Regions from separate parts of the Sus scrofa genome. Here regions 2, 3 and 4 are each linked to region 1. Evidence: chromatin contacts called from public Hi-C data. All regions are on one chromosome and are shown on one strand. Each heading gives the region's core, a stretch centred on a gene start, on an enhancer-like site or on the middle of the called end of the contact. The rest is flanking DNA. Distances are from core to core; before and after follow the strand shown.

Region 1 (2,700 bases), core at 32-2,531:
TGCGACCTACACCACAGCTCACGGCAATGCTGGATCGTTAACCCACTGAGCAAGGGCAAGGACGGAACCCGCAACCTCATGGTTCCTAGTCGGATTCGTTAACCACTGCGCCACGACGAGAACTCCTCCCCTGGGGGATTCTTAAGCCCACCTTAGGTAGACTATTATTCTGTTCCCCATTTCACTACAGTGAAGAGTCTCCATCATCATCTTCCACCCTCTTGTGTCCAGCATCACAATACATGGCAGCCCAGAGCAGAGCTTCCAGCAGACCACGCTCTGGAGCTGTTTTTCTGGGTTGTTTTTTTTCTGGCGCGCGGGGGGGTGGGGAGTGTTGGTTTGCGGGGTTTTTTTTTGTTTTTTGTTTTTGTTTGCTTTTTAGGGCTGCACCTGCAGCATATGGAAGTTCCCAGGCTAGGGTTGGAATTCGAGCTGCAGCAGCCAGCCTACACCACAGCCACAGCAACATGCCAGACCCGAGCTACGTCTGCGACCTACACCGCAGTTTATGGCAACGCCAGATTCCTAAGCCGCTGAGCGAGGCCAGGGATTGAACCTGCATCTTCATGTATATTAGTCGGGTTTGTTACTGCTGAGCCACAAAGAGAACTTCTGGAGCTGTTTTTTTTTTGTTTGTTTGTTTGTTTGTTTTTTCCACCACCCTGCCCCCTGAAATGTGCTAGCCCTGAGCCTCACATAGAGTGGACCCCTAAATTTTACTAAATTATAAGTGATTATACGCAAATGCACTCTCCCCGCATCCGCACTCCCAGGCTGCAGAGATTTTATGCCTTATTTTCAGCACTAGCTAAAATCGGACAAGAAAGTCTGAATCCCATGGGGTTCTTCCTCGTCTCCAATTCGGTGTAGTTTTCAGCCCAACAGCCTAGCTCAACATCCCTTCGCAGCTTCTTTTCTTCTCTCGCGCCAGTTGCATCAAGCGGCGGTTGAGAACTGCAAATTGAGCGAGTTTAGGCATGAAACTCGCCTGGCAACTCGTGGCGTCATCACGCTCTGCGCTTGGATAGACCCTACCCATTTCATCGAAGTTGGGTGCTTAGAGTCCGCAGTGACCCAGTGGGGGCCTGAGGGGACCTCATGCGGACATACATAGAAATACACCGGAAAGGAACACAAAGGAAAAAAACACACAGAAACAGTTCAAAACAAGCCGGACAAACCCCTACAGGCTCCTCCCCGCTCCTCCTCGAAGATCCGCCTCCATCCGCACATCGGCTGTTGATTTTTCTCCCCTTTGTGGACTCGGCAATTGGCCCACTCGGCCTGGCATTTCCCACAAGGCCCAGCGCCGGGAAGGGGTTTGCAGCTGCTCCGTCATCGTGCGGCCCGACGCGAGCCCGCGCTCGTGTGCAGGCCCGGCTCGGTTCCTGGTCTCCGGTGCGAGGATTCACCCGAGGCCCCGGCCTCGGTCCCCGGACTAGGCCGCGACCCCGGGCGCCATGAAGCAGGAGGGCTCGGCGCGGCGCCGTGGCACGGACAAGGCAAAGCCACCGCCCGGCGGAGCGGAGCAGGAACCACCGCCGCCCCCAGCCCCTCAAGATGTGGAGATGAAAGAAGAGGCAGCGGCCGGTGGCGCATCAACCGGGGAGACCGATGGCAAGGCGGCAGCGGCGGCGGCTGAGCACTCCCAGCGAGAGCTGGACACCGTCACCTTGGAGGGTACGAGAGCGCGGGCCGTGGGCATGCCATGACCACGGGTGACAGCGCCGCGGTGATCCAGCGCAGCCTCTACCACCCCTAGTTCGTTGAGATCACCCCCAGGTGCCCGCCCCTACTTCCCTCACACTCCGACCCCAGCCTCACTAGCCGAGCCTTCTCTCCGGGCTCAGGCCCTTCGCACACACCTCTCCGCAACCTGGGGTTGCGTCCAGAACTAGATGTCATTGGGCCCGTAGACTCCCTTTTCTGAATTCTCTCCTCTGACGTTATTACTCCTTTTACACTGATTCTGGCGTCCCCAGTGTATGATTGACCTCTCTAAAAACCAGTGTAGTCATGTGCGAAGGAGGTCAGGATGACGCAGAATACTGGCCCCGAGTTTTAAGAATGGTTTGTTGTCTTAACTACCTTTAGCAAACTGCCCTAAAAGAGCTCTTTTTACATAGCATCTTGCTTCCTAGTTGCTGTAATTGAGATGCCCGCGCGATCCCCTTTGCCCTGTTTCTCCTCCTCTAAGCCCAAACTCCTACTGTTTCTAAAGTTTAAATATATTACACACCTTGTTTGAGTTCCTCGTACTTGCCTTCCACCTAAACAACCCCCAGCCCATTTCTTTTCTCCTCGGCACCTGTTGCCAGTTTCCTATCATTCTCTCGTTCCTCCAAGTTCATATTTCGCTTTTCTTACTCAGAGCTCCCTGTCCACATTCGGAGTGGGTAGAGTGAGAGCTTCTCATTGTGATCTTGATGTTGTTTTTCTGTTCTGGATCAAATAGGACCAGACTATTTATTGATTTTCTCTGTACTTAACTGCATAAGAACCTCGCTCAAAAACATTGAAGTAGGAGTTCCCGTTGTGGCTCAGAGGAAACAAATCGGACTAGGAACCATGAGGTTGCGGGTTCGACCCCTGGCCTCACTCAGTGGGTTAAGGATCCAGTGTTGCCGTGAGCTGGGGTGTAGGTCGCAGACACAGAGTGGATCTGGCATGCTGTGGCTGTTGTATAGGCTGGCACCTACA
Region 2 (2,777 bases), core at 141-2,640, 360 kb after region 1:
TATCATCCTGATTACTGTAAAGCCTTCTGGACTATGTACTACAATACGTATGATCTCTTAGGACAGTTCCAGTAACAAAGTATATGAAGTATAGGCAGTTAATCTGGACAAGGACATATCTCAACTACTTAGTAACTACATCTAATTCGCTTGGTTTTACCTGGGTCACTGATTCCACAGAGCCAATGTAGGTGTCTGGGCGGAGCAAAATGTGTTCCAACTGTGTTTTCTTTTGATAGATTCTTTCTATAGACAATCTTTTCTTAGCCTCTTCATTTTTCTTTGTTTTGTTGACTTGCATATTTTCATTTACAGGCTGGCAATTAAAAAAAAAAAGATTGAAGAAAAGCGATTTTGAATCACAGGTTTATCAGAAACTGTTCACAAAACACCTACCACAATGATCTGCTTACACACACCATGACAAATCACACGTTTTGAGGAGGTGTGGGTGGTGTTGACATCGTTTGTGTACAAACGTGGTGGTTTAAGTTATCTGCAGCCAGGTTCCTGGGTGTCAGCTTAAATGGGCATGTTCTCTAGCCCAGCGTAACTATCTGACACGGAAATGCGTTCACATCTTAGATGCCATCCATAGAACACACCCCCTTCTTTCATCTACTCTGCACCTATTGACTGAGGGTCTACTGGGTCCCAGGCACGTAAGAGATTCTCCTTCAGCAGCAGTTTGGGACGCTATGGAGTCCACCTTTTTTTTTTTTTTTTTTTTTGGTGCCGAAACCCGGGACCGAACCATGGAGTCCACCCTTTAGGCACATTAACGTCTTGAACACAGGAGGGGCATATTTTGAGCACTCGGGCTCCGGAGTGGGAACCCCGTGCCTTGTCCAGCGCCTCCCCAGGTCAGGGAGGTCCAATCCCATTTTCAGCCCGAGGGTAGATGAGGAAAGCATCTGTCCGCGCTGCATAAAGCCCCACGCGGCCCATTATCCCACCACCGACTCCAGGACCAATTGACTCGCGTTCTCTAGAAACAGTGAAAACACAACGCCACACCCGTTTAGCTGATGTTACTTCACTATTAGCACCACAAAGGGGTCTCAGCCTCTTCGCGATCGCGCCGAGCCCAGGGGACCCGGGCCCATGCGGAACGCCGGCGCCGAGCCCGCGGCGTCGGGACCGCAGCCGAGGCACCTCCCCCTCTCACAGGCAGCAGGATTGATGCCAGGCCGCGCTGAGGATCCGCGACGCGCCCCCTTCCACGAGCTGTACCTGAAGTGGCGACACCTCCATGGTGACGGTCGTGAAGGGGCTCGACAACTCTGCGAGCGACTAAACCGGCAGGACCCTCGAGATGGTCGGGAAGCTAGCCGCTTCTCCACAGACGATCGTCGGTTAGGAGAGAGCTGCCCCTCCGTTTGAACCTTCAGCCAGCCCGCCCAAACCAGAAGAGCCAATCCCTGACGCTCTCTGACGGCTTCCTTCCCGATAAACCAATCAGAGCTAGTCTTTTATATTTACCAATGAACGGCTGAGATGGCCGGGGGCCGGTTCGAATGAACCAATTAGGCAAGGGAGGCGGAACTAGAAGATCTTTTTCAAAAGGCACCACTTGGAGTCAAAGCGGAGAGACAGACAGGGAATTTGGCCAATAAGTAGGGCTGGTTTGTTCTCGGTGTGTAGCTCTTGAGGGGAAAGGGGTTTTCTGAGTTCCAGGGTGGGAGGAAAGAGGGGATATTTATACTTCTTTGAGATCCCTGGAATCTAAAGACCGCCCTCTATCCTGAGGCGTTTTTCTTTTTCCTTTTTTTAAACGAGAGAAACGGGAGTCCCAGCTCTGTTTCTTGAGGAAACTGAGCCTGGCGATTTGGTTCAGTTTAGCAAGTCGTCTCTGGCATCTGCCTCAAACCGTCTCCCCCACCCCACACCCGCCCCATTTATTTTTGCGGAAACAAATGTGGTACAGTTGTGGTTTGGGTTTTCGTATAATCGAAGGGCATAAGAGAGACCACACAAAAGAGAGCAGCGTTCAAGGCCCCTTGAGATCGGCGTGGGGCTGTGACTGGTCGAAGAGAATAGCATAGTCAGAGCTCAGGGGCTGAGGATGGTTTAGGGGCCTTTCTAGAACTGCAGCTGTTTCCTCAGGTGGCCGCCAGGATGCACTCCTACTTGTTAATTTGCTTTCCTCCGTGTTCCCCTGAGCCCTGCAGTCCAGATTTGACGAAATGCCAAAGACCAAAGCGTTTATTACTCTGACGTCTAAATGTTTGAGTGTGTTTCTTTTCTTTTTTTGCTTTTTAGTGCCGCACCCGCAGCATATGGAGCTTTCCAGGCTAGGGGGCGAATCGGAGTTGTAGCCACTGGCCTACACCATAGCCACAGCAACGCAGGATCCAAGCCATATCTGCGACCTACACCACAGCTCAGGGCAATGCTGGATCCTTAACCCACTGAGCCAGGCTAGGGATTGAACCCTCGTCCTCATGGATCCTAGTTGGGTTTGTTAACTGCTGAGCCACAAAGGGAACTCCTGAGTGTGTTTCTTCTGGACTCCTCAATCCACAATGTTAAAATGACAGAAAAAAAAAAGTCGTTGCCCTTATCAGATGCTAGAAAAAAAACTGTGCAATTTGAATGACTATAAATTCCATCTGAACCACCTCCTTCCAATCAATATTCCCTGAGTTTCAAGTCTTGACTTGGCCATTTGCCAGTCTTGTCTTGATGGAGGCAATTTCGCAGGTGCTTTCTTTTCCTCTGCTCAGAAAAGGGAATGAAAATAACAGTGTTACCTCAGAGTGGTGGGAGAGGATTAT
Region 3 (2,813 bases), core at 281-2,780, 270 kb before region 1:
ACCTGCTGAGTCACGGTGGGAACTCCAGGTTTACATTTGTCCTTCCTGAACATAAGATTTGCTCTCATTCACCAGGGAGGAACCCTTGCCATCTTATGCCCTACCTATGAAATAAAGCCCAAATTCTTCAGTCTGACTTTTGAAGCCCCATGTTGCCTTTCTAACTTTATTTCCCACTGCTCCTTTTCATGCACCTTGCTCCCTGAGTAAACCAAGCTGCTGGATGTGCCCATATCTGCCCAGGGCCTCCACTCTCTGTTTCCTCTGTCTGGCATGCAAAGCGGATAGTAAAGAGAACACACTTGTAGTCAAACAAGCCAGAACAGAAAACTCTGCTTTACCACTTACTAGCTGTGTGACTTTGGGCGGGGCACTAAACCTCTCTGAGTCTCCCATCTATAAAAATCAGGTTAAGAGAATCGACCTCAAAGGTTTGTTGTGAAAATTAACTGAATAAGTGCCCACTATGGCCACAGATCTAAATTTAATGTATCCATCTGGAAGCCCTTCCTTTACAGAATGTTCCAAAACAATCACTGCCCCCACATTTTCAAAGCCAGAAATGATTCCTCCCTCCCCTACATGCTCCTACTGCTTAATCGCTTAGGGCTCAAATCGTCCTCTGCAGGAATTACCATCCTGGCTCACTACTCATCCAGACTAGTATCCATGAGGACGTGGGTTAGATCCCTGCCTCGCTCAGTGTGTTAAGAATCCTGCTGTGATGAGCTGTGATGTAGACTGCAAACACTGTTCAGATCCGGCATTGCCGTGGCTGTGGTATAGGCCGGCAGCTGCAGCTCCAAGTCAACCCTAGCCTGGTAATTTCCAAATGCTGCAAGTGCGTCCCTAAAAATAAATAAATAAATAAATAAATAAAAATAAATTGTCCTCTTCCTTGTATTTGAGAAGGCTGAAGTCCCAGGTAGGGACTCAAAGTCCCTAAGGGCTGGACCCTGGTCTGATTTCAGTGTCATTCCAGGGATTTGTACCCAGGAGGTGGTAAATGCCCATTTGACTAAGTAAGAAAAAGTAAATGAAGCTCCTGGCTGATGAGGATCACCAGAGCTTCCACTCATCTTATGTTCATAATGGATTCAGGGGAGGAACGAAAACACACACTGCAGGGGTAGCAACTGGGGGCGAAGGGGCGGGGCCAAGATAAATGGGCGGGGTCTACCGCGGGGTGGGGCTTACCTGCTAGACTCATGTAGATTGGCTGGTGGGAGCGGAAGTGCTTCAGTGCGCCCCCGGAGCAGTTCCGCTCCTCGCACTGGAGCAAGCAGTCACGGTACACCGGCTCTCGGTCGCCCTGTGAACCGCTTGCTAGTGCGGCTGCTCCGGCTAGCAGCAGCAGCCGCGCCGTCCGCCAGGCCATCCCTTCACCCTGGCCCTCCGCCGGCGGAGGAACTTAAGTTCTCTCACTTCCGGGATAGCCGGAAGTGCCTTGTGTTCTTTCGCAAACTCTCCGCTGACGTCCACCCTAGTTTAAATAAAAGTTCCCGGATTTTTCTGGGCGCCTGCCCCGCCTCCTGTCTTATTCTTATCTGCATAAAACGTGCGAAAGGGTTAGGGAAGGGAGACGCCAGGTGAGTTAAGAAGCAAAATAAAGTTGTATTTTATCAACATCCGTGTTCTTTTTTCTCCGGGGTCTCTTAATTTGAACTGGGGCTGTTTTTCGGTTCCCAGCCTTATCGGATTTCCACTTCCTAATGTACCTGAAACTGTCCACTTTTCTCCTTCTCCACTGTCACCACCACCCTGTTTAAAGTCATCAGGGAGTTCCCATCGTGGCGCAGTGGTTAATGAATCCGACTAGGAACCATGAGGTTGCGGGTTCGATCCCTGCCCTTGCTCAGTGGGTTAACGATCCGGTGTTCCCGTGAGCTGTGGTGTAGGTTGCAGACGCGGCTCGGATCCCGCGTTGCTGTGGCTCTAGCATAGGCCGGTGGCTACGGCTCCGATTCGACCCCTAGCCTGGGAACCTCCATATGCCGCGGGAGCGGCCCAAGAAATAGCAAAAAGACAAAAATAAAAAAATAAATAAAAATAAAAAAATAAAGTCATCAGCATCTGTCACCGAGGCAGCTGTAGTAGCTTTTTAACACATCTCCCTGCCTCTACTTAAACCCCCTCCAGCCCATGCTCCAATTTCAAAAATTCAATTTTGATCATTTCACTTTTTCCTTCTTAAAATTCTTTCCAGGCTCTCACTTACCTCAGGATAAAATCGTAACTCCACAAGCCCTGCAGGATCTGGCTCCTGCCTACTGGTCTCCCTCACTACTCTGCCTCTGACCCACTTCAAGGGGCCATGTCTCTCAAGCTCCCTAGCTTTACCCCGTCTGTATCACTCTTAATCCCACTCCTGCTGATTTTTCTAGTCTCAAAATAAAGACTACTTCTGAGGGTGATAACACCTGGAAGGTGATATACAGTGGTCTGTTTTCCCTGGCAGAGTGAGGACCTCTGCTGTCTTGTTTTACTACTCTACTACCAGTACTAGTAGAGAATTTGGCTCAGGGTAGGCGCTCGCTAAGAACGCGGTTTTTTTGTTTGTTTTTAAGTGAATGAATAACGTAATTCGGCGTAAGAATTTGTGTGCCAAACCAAGGCTGTCAAATCACCAGAGTGATTCAGATGACGTTGAGGTAGGAGAGGGAGGTGTAGTATTTCAAGGAATATTAAGAGGAGGATCTTTGGGAATAGGAGGACGTTTGCTTTAGTATCACCCCTCCTCCCCACTCTATCCCCAGCACAAGCACACAACCCGTCTGATTGAAGCACCGACGCCTTATAGCTAGATGCATAAT
Region 4 (2,700 bases), core at 32-2,531, 320 kb before region 1:
TCTCCCAGATGGAAGTGGAGAGGGCATTGCTGTTCCTCAGAAACCCACCCCATCCCTACCCTATTTTGTACCTTTCTCAATTGCTAGGGCTGCGGCTTCTAGAAGACTAAGGCTGGTCTGTGTTTGCTTATCTGCCCACCTTTGGCTGATGCTCAGAGTCCCTGGGCACTTGCTGCCTGATGCCTACCCCTGCCAGTCATTCCCCCATTCACTGGGTGGGAGCTGGGGTGTGAGAGTCTGCATTGGAAAACTCAGTAAATGGGGGACAAAGGTTCATCCTTCACAATTCTACTCCCCAGACCCTCTCCCCTGGGCATAGGAAACCCACAGGGCAGGACCCTAAGATCTGGGGAAAGAGGGTACTGAGAACTTGTAAGTGCCCACAGATCCTTCTCCATCCCCTGGGAATTCCTTCTCACTGGCGTCTACCAGGGCCCAGGATTCAGGCATCCTTTCCACAGCCTCCACATTTTGGAAATCTTCCCCTTATCACCTGCTCCCCAGCCTGGGTGCCTGGAAGATGGACTGGCAGAGGCTGCTTTGTTGCCTTTTGTTTGTGCTTTGATGCCAGGAATGCCGCCTAGTGTAAGTCCTTGGGAGGAGGGGCAAACAGTGGGGGATCTAGGCTCTCCTTGTCCTCCAGCTGCTCTGTCCTCTTCCCTTCTTCCCTGACTCCAGGCCTGAACCGCTCCCCTGCTGTAATAAATCTTTGTAAATACCTGTGCTGAGACTTCTCTTTCAGGGAAAAGGAGAGGGAGGAGGAGGTTCACTATGTGGTAGTCATCCAAGGGTCAGGTCCTTGACCGTAATGTCCAGTCCTCTAGTTTGCAGCCTTGACTGCAGCCAAGTTCCAAGCCCTCTTAGGAAGGACCACAGACATTCTAGATCCTGCTAGGGAGGTGGAAAGAGGTGGGGCGGGGGCGGGGGCGGGGTGGAGAGAAGAGGGGTGCTTCAAGAGTAACTGGATTCCTCGTCCTCCAGGCCCGCAGGCCTCCCCTCAGGAAGCTCCCCTTTTTTCTCCAGAGTGCTAGGCCTCTGTGGCCCAATAAGCACGAAACCCCTGGGCTTCTAATTCCTCTTTTCAAGCCTAACTTTAGCAGCAGCCCCCATTTCCCGCCCTTGTGGGCGGGGCCTGAGGGCTTGGGGGCGGGGTTGGGAGAGGGGGCGGTGCCTCGGGCCTAGTACCTCCCGGTTCGCTCCCGGGGGCGGACTCAGTGGCGGAAGTGGCGCCGAGAGGAGATCCCCTTCCGCTCGGAGGCGCCGCCGAAGCTTCGGAGCCAGATTGCGGCTGGGGCTGGGAAGAGCCGGAGCCGTGGCTGACATGGTGCAGGTGGGTCCGCGAGAGGTCACTGGGACCGGGTGGTGGTACGAGGGCTACGTCTCGCCGATGGATCCTGGCTCCCTAGCCGGTGTCCGTTCGTGGTTCGGTCCGACCCTTCCCACACCCTCCGCGCTCCAGGTTCCGCCCCCTTCCTATGCTCGGCCTCGCTCCACTCAGCGCGGGGTTGGAGGGTCGTCTGCGTTGACCCTCTACGGCCCCGCCTACTCGAGAGAGCCTTGGAAAGGCGTCCCGGATCGCCCTCCAAAGCCTCTCACGTTGCTGTGAGGGAAGAAGCAAGGGGAAGGTATCAGGGTATTAAAGGTCAGGATCTGGGGAGGGGTCAGGATCTGAGAATGAGGAGGAAAATATTTCCAAGTTCCTGGAGGTCAATGTCTCACCGTCATCCGGTCTCCCTCAACTTCCTTTGGAAACGACAGTGAATGACTTCCCAGTTGACATTATAAGGGCCCTTTAACGTATCTTTCTTGAGTTCTTAGAGGAGCATAACACCAGTGACATAAATTCTCAATTGCAGTAGTGAACACGTACCCATCACCCTCTTTTTTGGCTTCCACCGCGTCGGCATCCCCTTATTTTCCTCCTGCTCTTCTGACTGTAGAAGCACGGTTTCACATTCATCTCTCTTGCTCAGCCAGCCTCTTAACTCTGGATCTGGATGGTCTCATCCACTCTCATGGTTTCAGCTTTACACCACCTACATACCCCAGTCGTGTCCAGATCTACCTTTTCACCGAAGCCTCTCCCTGGAGCCTCAGTTGGCCTTAGGCTACTAGTTGGACAGCTCCACTTCAGCTGGAATTCACTCTGTCTAAACTTGAACTGCTCTTTTCCCCTGCAGATTCCTTCTTTCTCTGCCACCCCATCTCAGCCAGAAACCTAATAATTATCATATATTTCTCCCTCAACTCCCATATCTAAGAGGTGACTTAGTCCAGCTGACTTCCTGAACATGCTTCACATCTAGTCCTGTGCCTCCCTCTCTTCTGTGACCACTCTCGTTGATGTGTTTCTCACCAGGATGACCACAGTGGCTTTCCAGCAACTTCCAGTCATGGCTGCCTGCAGCTCAGTCTCCAAACTGCAATTCTTCTCATCCTTGAAAAACACAATTCATAGTATCACTTCCTTGTCGAAAACCCTTGGATGCTTTCCCATTGCCTATGGGAAAGGCTGCATCTTTAGCACAATTTACAGAGCTCTCTCTGATCTGACGCCTTCCCCGCCAGTCTTCCTGTGTGTATCCTAAGGTCCGACAGGGCACTGCAGGACATGCTTACCCACACCTTGCTGCTTTGTGTCTCTGTGCCTTTGCACGCACCAGCCCCGCTGCCTGGAGAGCCCCTTCTCCTCTTATTGGC

What was found. A called contact is a pair of places that touch in the nucleus more often than the background predicts.
Region 2: a Hi-C map of liver shows a contact between it and region 1, with 4 times the contacts expected there. The contact joins the promoter of TOP2A here to the promoter of PSMD3 in region 1. A contact is called at or near these places in 2 of 47 Hi-C or Micro-C datasets (heart right ventricle and liver) and 1 of 2 datasets of contacts at active chromatin or transcription factors (skeletal muscle).
Region 3: a contact with region 1 is called in a Hi-C map of embryonic fibroblasts, with 1.8 times the contacts expected there. The contact joins the promoter of PGAP3 here to the promoter of PSMD3 in region 1. A contact is called at or near these places in 1 of 47 Hi-C or Micro-C datasets (embryonic fibroblasts) and 1 of 2 datasets of contacts at active chromatin or transcription factors (skeletal muscle).
Region 4: a Hi-C map of liver shows a contact between it and region 1, with 3 times the contacts expected there. The contact joins the promoter of STARD3 here to the promoter of PSMD3 in region 1. A contact is called at or near these places in 1 of 5 promoter capture datasets (liver), 2 of 47 Hi-C or Micro-C datasets (embryonic fibroblasts and liver) and 1 of 2 datasets of contacts at active chromatin or transcription factors (alveolar macrophages).

What each region holds. Positions count from the first base shown.
Region 1 is chr12:22,359,131-22,361,830 of Sscrofa11.1, reverse strand. It overlaps PSMD3 (26S proteasome non-ATPase regulatory subunit 3), which reads left to right and starts at 1,281. Exons shown (of 12, transcript XM_003131496.5): 1 at 1,281-1,680. The coding sequence starts at 1,461.
Region 2 is chr12:21,999,913-22,002,689 of Sscrofa11.1, reverse strand. It overlaps TOP2A (topoisomerase (DNA) II alpha), which reads right to left and starts at 1,390. Exons shown (of 35, transcript NM_213884.1): 1 at 1,234-1,390; 2 at 161-316. The coding sequence starts at 1,254.
Region 3 is chr12:22,629,136-22,631,948 of Sscrofa11.1, reverse strand. It overlaps PGAP3 (post-GPI attachment to proteins factor 3), which reads right to left and starts at 1,530. Exons shown (of 7, transcript XM_013979725.2): 1 at 1,198-1,530. The coding sequence starts at 1,378.
Region 4 is chr12:22,679,266-22,681,965 of Sscrofa11.1, reverse strand. It overlaps STARD3 (StAR related lipid transfer domain containing 3), which reads left to right and starts at 1,281. Exons shown (of 15, transcript NM_001143725.1): 1 at 1,281-1,330. PPP1R1B (protein phosphatase 1 regulatory subunit 1B) reads left to right here. Exons shown (of 6, transcript XM_021067047.1): 6 at 1-722.